Regions from separate parts of the Mus musculus genome. Here all the other regions are linked to region 1. Evidence: chromatin contacts called from public HiChIP or PLAC-seq and promoter capture Hi-C data. All regions are on one chromosome and are shown on one strand. Each heading gives the region's core, a stretch centred on a gene start, on an enhancer-like site or on the middle of the called end of the contact. The rest is flanking DNA. Distances are from core to core; before and after follow the strand shown. Region 1 has its middle 7.3 kb from the start of Gm34428. Region 2 overlaps Chd7 (chromodomain helicase DNA binding protein 7). Region 3 has its middle 19 kb from the start of Rab2a.

The links. HiChIP or PLAC-seq counts read pairs in DNA pulled down with a chosen protein or histone mark. Capture Hi-C pulls out chosen DNA fragments and counts their contacts.
Region 2: a contact with region 1 is called in a promoter capture Hi-C map of liver, with 2.8 times the contacts expected there. The contact joins two enhancer-like sites. A contact is called at or near these places in 1 of 39 promoter capture datasets (embryonic stem cells), 3 of 15 datasets of contacts at CTCF or cohesin (embryonic stem cells, large pre-B cells and pro-B cells), 22 of 484 Hi-C or Micro-C datasets (B cells, the HL-1 cell line, bone marrow-derived macrophages and 7 more), 15 of 115 datasets of contacts at active chromatin or transcription factors (the 230-238 cell line, CD8 T cells, acute myeloid leukemia and 10 more) and 4 of 9 other capture datasets (adipose tissue, embryonic stem cells, liver and 1 more).
Region 3: a contact with region 1 is called in an HNF4G HiChIP or PLAC-seq map of pancreatic cancer cells. The contact joins two enhancer-like sites. A contact is called at or near these places in 5 of 484 Hi-C or Micro-C datasets (the 3T3-L1 cell line, the C2C12 cell line, cortical glia and 2 more) and 3 of 115 datasets of contacts at active chromatin or transcription factors (embryonic stem cells, memory CD8 T cells and pancreatic cancer cells).

Annotation. Positions count from the first base shown.
Region 1 is chr4:9,014,432-9,017,375 of GRCm38.p6, forward strand. No RefSeq gene overlaps it. Among named protein-coding and RNA genes, the nearest start is that of Gm34428, 7.3 kb to the left of the region's middle. Within about 2 kb of position 1,445, at least 93 of the 459 cell types and tissues checked have an H3K27ac peak or open chromatin away from gene starts, as enhancers often do. A contact at or near this core is called in the C2C12 cell line, liver and pancreatic cancer cells, where this site is marked.
Region 2 is chr4:8,754,263-8,756,991 of GRCm38.p6, forward strand. The region is part of intron 2 of Chd7 (chromodomain helicase DNA binding protein 7); the gene reads left to right. Among named protein-coding and RNA genes, the nearest start is that of Gm46841, 38 kb to the left of the region's middle. Within about 2 kb of position 1,254, at least 20 of the 459 cell types and tissues checked have an H3K27ac peak or open chromatin away from gene starts, as enhancers often do. A contact at or near this core is called in liver, where this site is marked.
Region 3 is chr4:8,515,309-8,518,229 of GRCm38.p6, forward strand. No RefSeq gene overlaps it. Among named protein-coding and RNA genes, the nearest start is that of Rab2a, 19 kb to the right of the region's middle. Within about 2 kb of position 1,508, at least 70 of the 459 cell types and tissues checked have an H3K27ac peak or open chromatin away from gene starts, as enhancers often do. A contact at or near this core is called in the C2C12 cell line and pancreatic cancer cells, where this site is marked.

The DNA of each region.
Region 1 (2,944 bases), core at 195-2,694:
ATCCATTCTGGAGACTGCCACCTTGACTAAGAACCCCAGTGTGTTCAATCCATGACAGTGTGTAAGAGAAGGGGCTATCCATGTTTATGATGTCACAGGCCAAGAGCTGGTGGTGCTTTGCTTTGCCTATCCATGACTGTGATAAGAACACGCATCCGTATCTCCATCGTCTCTGCTTCTGCATCTGCGTCTCACCTGTCTCAGCCACCTGTTCTGAGTTACCTATTCAAACGGTTTACCCACTTTTGGTAGGCTCCTTGTTGTTTTGTGAAAGTTCTTTGCGTACTAAGGATATGTGTCTCATTTGGTGCAAGGCAGCCATACTTGTCTGTACCCTTGTCAATATTCAGTCAGATTGATTTTCTTAATTTGCCAAGTTAACAATCTAAAGAGAATATTTTGGTATTTTTTTCCTCAGTTGTACTTGCTTCATTAGAAGCTGGAGGGCTTTCCTCATGTGTGTTAGGAAGGCAAACCTTCTTCTTAAGGTGTCCTGCTGCTTACTCTTGGAGTGTACTACCAGTGCTATTTGCTATTCATTCATTCATTCATTCATAAATTCAGCTGCTACATAGAGTTAATCCTATTTTCTATTACTTATTCAGCTTTGCTTGTCCAAGCACCGTTTTCATCTGGTCCTCTCATCATCCGGCCTCACACTCGTGCATGTGGCCAGTGTGTGCTGCACACATGCCCTGCAGCACGGGGAGCCACTGTTGGATCAGGACCACTAATGACAGGCTGAGCCTCAGCATCCAAGGACCTTGCCCTCCAGAGGGCAGAGGGATCATGGCCTTCTCCTGCTTGCCTTCTGCTCTCCCTTCTTGGATTTCCTTTTCCTTTCTCCCCAGTCTCCCCAGCCCTGCCCTTCAGTGTTCTTCCCTCTAGACTTTTCCTCACTCCTGATCTCTCCCTGTTTCCTGTGTGCTTTCCCCAGCTTTGTCCTTCTCTAATCATTCTAGGAAGTTTACAGCATCAAAGGATTTGGCTCCATTTTACAGATGAAAAATACAAATGCTAGGAAATGAGACATATTGAAGTGGCTCAGTGAGGGCGTGGCAGAAATGGGCTTAGGACCCAGAGCATTTGGCCGCAGAGTCTGCACTTGAGTGCCCTGTTAATAAGCTCTGAGAGGATGGAATTTCAGAGTGTATGATCTGTGCCTGGGGGGAGAGGCACGGAGCTCATGGCCAGAGTTGGCACTATTCTTTGCTCCCTAGTTCCTCTGGGCCAACCCCCAGGCCACCTGCGGCACCTGGTTGGCACCTGTCTTCATTCCGCTCCTGTGTTTCAGTCCTTATGTGGTAGGTCTGCTGTGTCCTGCCCGCACCCAGGGAGGCATTATTACTTTGCAAACAAAACATGTTCGGCTCTCCCTGGAAGATAGGCTGTCCGCAGAGACTTCCTGCAGACTGCTGTGCTCATCGTGGCTCAGGATTCTTGTAAACTGCTGTCACAGAGGGTGGCACTTCCTGCCAGAGGGAACCGTGTCCTCTCTGTGACCTTGGTCTTATTATCCCTCGTTGTCCGTCTTCCAGTCCCTTCCCCCACTGCACTGAGGCCCTTGTCCTTGCCACAACAGGTCACCTCAGGCGGGAGAGAGAAACCATGTCATTTGGAGGTGACAAGGGACACACTGACATTGCAAAGCAGGCCATGTTCCTGACTGTGTTCACTGACCACCCAGATCCTTTCCCAGAACCAATGAAAGCCAAAACGTATCAGTTACTAAATTCAGAAACAGTCGGTTATTTTACCAACACACAAAGGTGGAAAGAGCTGGCAGCTTCCTTTCTGCTTCTGTAAGAAAACCTTTTTGAAATCACAGGCTTCTTGCCTCCAGCTGGAGCTGAAGTGCTGCAGGGACCTCATCTTAGCCTGCCCTGGCTGCTGTCCCTCCTTCCCCAGCTCCAAGCTGCCTCTTGCCTCTAGCGCAGAAATCTCCATGGCTTGCTACCACAGTTCTGTCCCTCCTGACTGGCCCTCTGGTCATTCTCTTTTGGGGCTTTAAGAGGGGGCAGGAACTGAGAAGCAGATTCAAATGGCTTTCAGAGTGGGGCAAAACCTTTCTCATGAAGAAATAAAAGAACAGACATTAATAGCTTGGAAAACAATGGTAATATTTAATTAACCTTTGGAAATGGCTGCTCTGCACATCTGCATGCGTCGGCTCATCCTCAGAACAGAGGCACTGTGTATGCCCAGGCCAAGATCAACACACTGGGCCACGCATTTCCTCCACTGGGATTTCACAGGGGGAAAAAGTACCAACATATCCCCCTCCCCCCTCCTCCCGAATCAGTTGTTTTACTTTTAAAAAATTCATGTGATCCAGCTGCCCCATAGAGGTTGAACATGGCCTGTTGTGCTGCACATCTGAGGGCCCCAGGTTGAAGGCTGGCTCCTTTCCTTGTCATTGTAGCAGACAGGCTCGGGGCCTCCTGGGGGATGGAAGGTCAGTTCTGATGACAGCAAAAATCAGCTCGATGTGCATGGAGTTCTCCCAACACGGCATGCATCCAGAGGACACGGGGAATTAGACTCATCTGCAAGTGTCAACTCACAGCTTCTTCCGTGGCTTTTTTTCTTCTTGCAAAGGTGGTGTGCTCTGATGGTTTGTGAAGTAGTGTCACCTAGGGAGCAAGAAGGTTGACTCATTAGCATATCACCTGGTTAAAGTAGATCAATGTTGATGGAATTGTTTAAGGTATTCCCCATCGTCCGACCAGTGAACCATGCTGATCAACCTGTTAGTTCTACCACGGCTAAATGCCAACCCTCCCCTTCCACTCTGGTTTGTAACTGCTTTGGGGTGTACGGGTCTCCTGGCAGAAGCCTGAGCCCAAACGTGAGGACTGATGAATGTGTTTTCTTTATCAATAGCTAAGGAAGGAAAAATTAGAGAGGGTAATATTTTTCTCTTTGGCATGTTGGTACGTAAGAG
Region 2 (2,729 bases), core at 4-2,503, 260 kb before region 1:
AAGAAAGTTGGGATCAGAGATCTGGTAGTGGAAGCAGAGAAGGTTGAATCTGGGTGAAGGAAAGGCTTTGCCTTCACGGTGAGTTCAGTCCACAGTCAACAGTCAAGTGGTGCTGGGGCTTCAGCCTGACTTTGGCTGCCAGAGCAAAGGTATAGTTGCTTCAGCCTGGTGCGCCCAGTGTCTCAGGAGCACTGCAGAGATGGCTCACCGTGCCCACCCATGCATGGGGGCAGAGCAGACTTCCCATGAGACAGAGTGGTCAGCCTTCTGGAAAGATATCCAGGAAGTCTCCCCTCACTCTTTCCTGCAGCATGCCCAGAGGCTGATAGGAAATGGGAAGACAGCTGCCATCAGAGCTGTATGTCCTGATGGAGAGCCAGCCTCGGAGCCAGCTCTGAGGTTTCCCTTCCTGTTGACTCAGGGACAAATACCTGATGGGTCTGTCCTAAGGTGGGCCAACCTCTGTTACCTCCAAGGCAGAAATGAATGTGGCCTAGTTTTGGGAAAGTATTGTGTTAGTAAAGAAGGGATCGTGCTGAGAGGTGGTTGTATACACCTTTAATCCCAGGCAGAGGCGGGCAGATTTCCCAGAGTTGGAGACTAGCCTGGGCTATGCCGAAAACCTTGTCTTGAAATACAAACAAACAAACAAAACAAAAGGGAGGGGGGGAATAGAGGGGTCTTTACAATGCTTGTTTCCTTGTTTCTGACTTTTCATCCCAGCAGTGGGAAGGCCAACAGTTTGTTGGGGCTCCCTGAGGACATTCTGGTGGCCCCCAGAAGAGAAGTGCTCTCTTACTTACTACTTACAGTTTTCAGAGGACAGTAGCAGCCCTGGCTTCTGAGCCCCATGGGGGCCAGTGTTGTGTGCTATATAGTCTGGGAGACCCCGAGGGGTCTGTGGTCTAAGTGGGCACCTCAAAAGACAAAGTCAGAACTTTTCTAAGGCCGCAGGCCCGGGCATTTGAGCTGGTGTTTCTTCATAGGCTCAGCTCTGTTTGTATTTTTCTTGGCATTTACTTCCCTATTTGTGTTTAACTTGGTAACCTCTTTAGTTTTGGGGGCAATCAGTTGATTTGAAAAATAAAATCAGAAGGGTGTTTGAATCTCTGTTTGCCCCTAAGCAGGTTGGTGACACAGGATAAGTGATTTAACCTCCCTGAACCTGATCCTTCAGTGAGACCAGAATGAGAGCAGCCCCAGAGGCTCGGGTGGGGTAACGCCCCTCGACAATGAACTTTCATCTCTAGGGTGTAGCTTATGACCTTTACCCTCGTGTTGCCAGGTGTGAAGAGGTTGGTTGTGAATAATTCAGAATGCTCTCATGTGATCTCGCCTCTTTCTGAATGACTCAGCCTGGGCAACTACATCATTCTAACTGTGCTTTGCTCGAGAACTACCAAGTCCATACTGAATTTCTTGTAAGATACCATGGGAGTTCAAGATTGAAGTATGCAGGAATGCCCACCGAATTTCCACAGACATACAAGCTTGTTGAGTTTCTCATCCAACTCACCCAGCCCTGAGCCCTGGCAGTCCTAGAACTCACTCTGTAGACCAGGCTGGCCTTGAACTTTCAGAGATCTGCCTCCTGAATGCTGGGATTAAAGGTGCACACAACCACTGTCCAGCAGGTTTTATACTTAAAAAAAAAAAAAAAAAGAAAAGAAAAAAGAAAAAAAGTTGTATTCCTGAACTATTTCATGGAGAGAAAGCAAACACTTGGTGTCATCTCAAAGCAGTTCTGACATTACAGGCCCCAGCCATAGAATTTAGAAACAGTGGTCAGAGCCAGACATTCCAACCCTTTACCTTGAGCAACTTCCTTAGCCACAGGGCCTTCATTTCATTTCTAAAGAAAGGGGCTTCTCTACTTTCTGGGTGGAAGTGCAGTGATATCAGCAGTACCATCTTGTGAAAGCCCAGTGGGGACCCCAAAACAAACCACTGTCCTGTAGCAAGTGTCCACAGTTACCTGTCGCCAAGTTAGCTTCACTAATTTTAGCGTCAGACATTGTTTTGACTTTATTTCCTGATTTCATGGAACATTACTCAAACAATGGAGGTGCTCTCTGTGCTTTTGGTTGAAAGACAGAAAACAGCTTTGCTTTTAGGGAAAGAGAGAGCCCAATGGGGAAGTAATGCTCCTTATGGAGGTATGGAGGATCAGTCTGAGTCGAGGGAGAGTGGATAGAGGCTGAGGACAACAGCTAAGGCTTAGCAAGTTGTGATACGAAGTTGATAGAATGGCTCAGGCCTTGCCTATCTCATGACCTGAAACATGGCATTGAGCACAGGGTACACCCTCTGCTCTATATTCCTGCAACCCTGAGGAATATGAAGGGAGAGAAGGAGGGCTTAGTCCAGGGGTAGGCATCTATCCCTGTGCACCAGGAGTTGTTCATTTGAAGAGCTTCTCTAAATGGGTCTTCTCTCATGTAGCTAAGTCCCAAGTTGCTGAAAGACTAGTGTAGCCCAGTTCCGTGTTGCCTAGTTCCAGGGTCATTCTCTCTGATAGAAAGTTCCGGTGGAGTTTTTAGGATGTGAAACACTGTGTTTTTAGAATAAATGTAATTTGGATGTATTTGTGTTCCATTCCTTAGTTTGTCCCTTAAATACTGACCATAAAGGAGAATAGAAGTTAAGGTGTAGACAATGGGTAATAATGCTCTGTGCTATCCCCACATCGTGCTGAGGTTTCTAGAAATAAATAAAAGATCTAGAAGACT
Region 3 (2,921 bases), core at 258-2,757, 500 kb before region 1:
AATTGAAAGCCAGGGCTAAAACTGCTATGTCTATTTTTCTTCCTAATATAGACTTGCTGTTGTGAGCCATCTGTGCCATGAAGTCATTGTGCTCAGACCATCTGTAATGTTCCTGATCTAATGGATTAAATGATGGCTCATGCTCTCATTATAAGATGTTAACATCTCCAAAAACATTTGTTGCAAATGGCAAGATACTGATCACTCTACAGTGCATAAAGGAGCTCAACGTAAGTGAATCTCCTTAAGAGCAGGAAGAAGAGGAACAACAGGCCCTCAGCCCTTCTACAGACCTGGGTCTTTTACACTTCCTCAGCCGTTCATCCTCTTGGTCATCTCACGAGCGGGTACATTACGCCACTTCTTTTAGTCAAGAAATAACATTTTCAAGGTTTGTTAACTTCCCCAAGGCCACATAGCTAAAAAAAAAAAAAAAAAAAAAAAAAAAGACAGAACCAAGATTTATACTCCAGGCTCCCTTCTTCAAAATGTGAAATCTCTGTGGTAGCTCCTGCTGGCTACCTTCCCTGAAGGCTTCTTCTGTTCTTCCCTCTATGTTCAGATTCTCCCATGCAGCCAGCGGGCTACCTTCTAGAATGGGTCTTATCTACGGAGTGTTTCTTAGCAACAGGTTCAATTGACATTTGAGGCTGGTCAGTTCTTCCCTCTTCAGACACATCCCATGCACCTTGATATATTTAGCATCTCTGAGCTCAGCTGTAATCATTCTGGCAGCCCCAGACACCCAGTCATCCCTGCACACCGGTGTTTTGCTTTAGGGTGCCTGGATCCCAGGGTGTAAGCCAACCATCAGAAAGAGTGGTTCAGGGTAAGCAAGAAGTCTGGACCAATGAGATGTATGGGGAAAGTGCGCTGGGGGGTGGGGGGTCAGGGGTGGGGGGCTCTGTGCAGGAAGCTGAGCACTCTGGTAGCAGGCCTGCCCTTGCGCTGGGGGAGGCCAACAGCAACCTGCAAATGAAATACTAGAAGCAAGCAGAGCCTCTCAGAAAGGCAGCTCGGATGCAGCCATCATTCACCCAGCCCCAAGGAATTTTTAGGTGGAAAACCCAGCAATTGACCATTATTGTTGAAGTAATGAAAGTGGATAGTAGATTCCCAGTGTTGACTTTCAATTTTTTAAAAATTATTATTTACTTTTTACTTATTCACTTTACTCCTCCTGGTCTCCTCCTCCCACAATCCTTTCCCCATCTCCCCTCCTTTTCAATTGTTAACAAGGTAAATATCTTACCTGATACCATCCCTTATATGGCCCTTAAGCCTGCCCTGGGGATGTAGCTCAGTTGATAAGTCACTTACTTGCCTAGCATTCCTGAATTCCTGGGCTCAGTCCCCAAAACCACATAAAACCAGGCATGGTACACAGAAGAAGGGGCAATTTAAGGTCATTCTTTGCTACATAGCTAGTTGGATGCTAGGCTATGCTATGAGGCTGTTTTAAAAAACAAGTAAAGGGTGTGGCTCAAGCCCTAAAGTCTTTCTGCCTGGAGATCACCCTCATTTGAGTCACTGGCTTCATGGTGCAGAAAGTAGTCAGGGATTTCTGCTTCTCTCAGGTGCTCCACCCAGCTGCTTCTGGTGACTACCACTCAAAGGGAAAGCTACACATCCTTGCCTAACTAGCCCTGCCACTCCAACACACACACACACACACACACACACACACACACACACACACGCAACATATTGATATAGTAACCACACTTAGTCACAGTGTGACTCCATGGGATTTGTAACTGCTTGCTTTTGCTTAAAAACTTTTTAAAATTCACCTTTACTTCTGTATATGTGTGTGCTTTGTTTGCCTGCAAGTGTGCCATATGCACGAAGTACCTGCAGAATCCAGAACAGGGTGTCAAATCCCTGGAACTTATGTTACAGATGCTTAAGAGCGACCTGATGTGAGTGCTGGGATCTGAGCCTGGTTCTCTGAAGAGCAACCAGTGCTCATAACTTATGCTCCACCCCCTTTTATACTTTGTGAGTTTTTGGTGGTGGTTTGTTTGTTTGTTTGTTTGTTTTGAATCCTGCTGGTAGGCTAGCCTCAAACTGTTTTCCTGCCACTGCCTTCTGAGTGCTGCGATTACAAACACCTGGCTGTACCTACCCTTCCCCACTCTCTCTCTCCCCAGCTTGGGGTGTCCTAGCCTGGGATCTATAGATAAAACTGTTTGTACTTTCACAATCTCACAACTTTCTGAACTTTCTGTTCAAAATTTCAGTTTTGGTTGTTTGGGGGTGGGGGTTGTGTGTGTCTTAGTTTGCTTTGATAGTTCCTATCAACTTGCTAGAGTCAGGTGGTAAGGGAGTCTCAGTGAGGGCTGACTAGATCATGGCCTACAGGCATGCCTGTGAGAGACTTTCTTAATTGGGCTAAGGAGGTGGGAAGAGCCACCCTCAATGGGAGCAGCAGCACTTTATGGGCCTGGCCTTGACTAGATGGACCAGCTTTGACTGAATCATCCAGCGCTGACAACCACAGCCCTCAGCCTGTAAACTGGAGATGTGGCATCCTAGCAGGCTCAGGCTTCTGCTACCTTGATTCCTGGATAATGATGAACTGCAGCCTGAAACTGGGAAGTAAAAGAAGCCTTTCTTCCTTGGATTGCTTTTGTTCAGGGAAAATGAGCTAAGACATTGTTTTGTTGTTGTTGTTGTTGTTTTGGAGTGTGTGTGTGTGTATGTGTGTGTGTGTACACGCTCACACATGGGCCTTCTGTCTTACTCCCCTTTTCTCCACACATCCCTTCTAGTCCAGGTAGACTACATGGACTACTATGCATGCCATCTTGGCCCTGCCACTGCCAGCCTCTCCCTTTGGCCTCTCCCTTTGCAGCATAGGCCACCCTCCCTCGGGCTAACACTGATAAGCTTTTCTCTTTGATGCTCCCTGTTGTTCT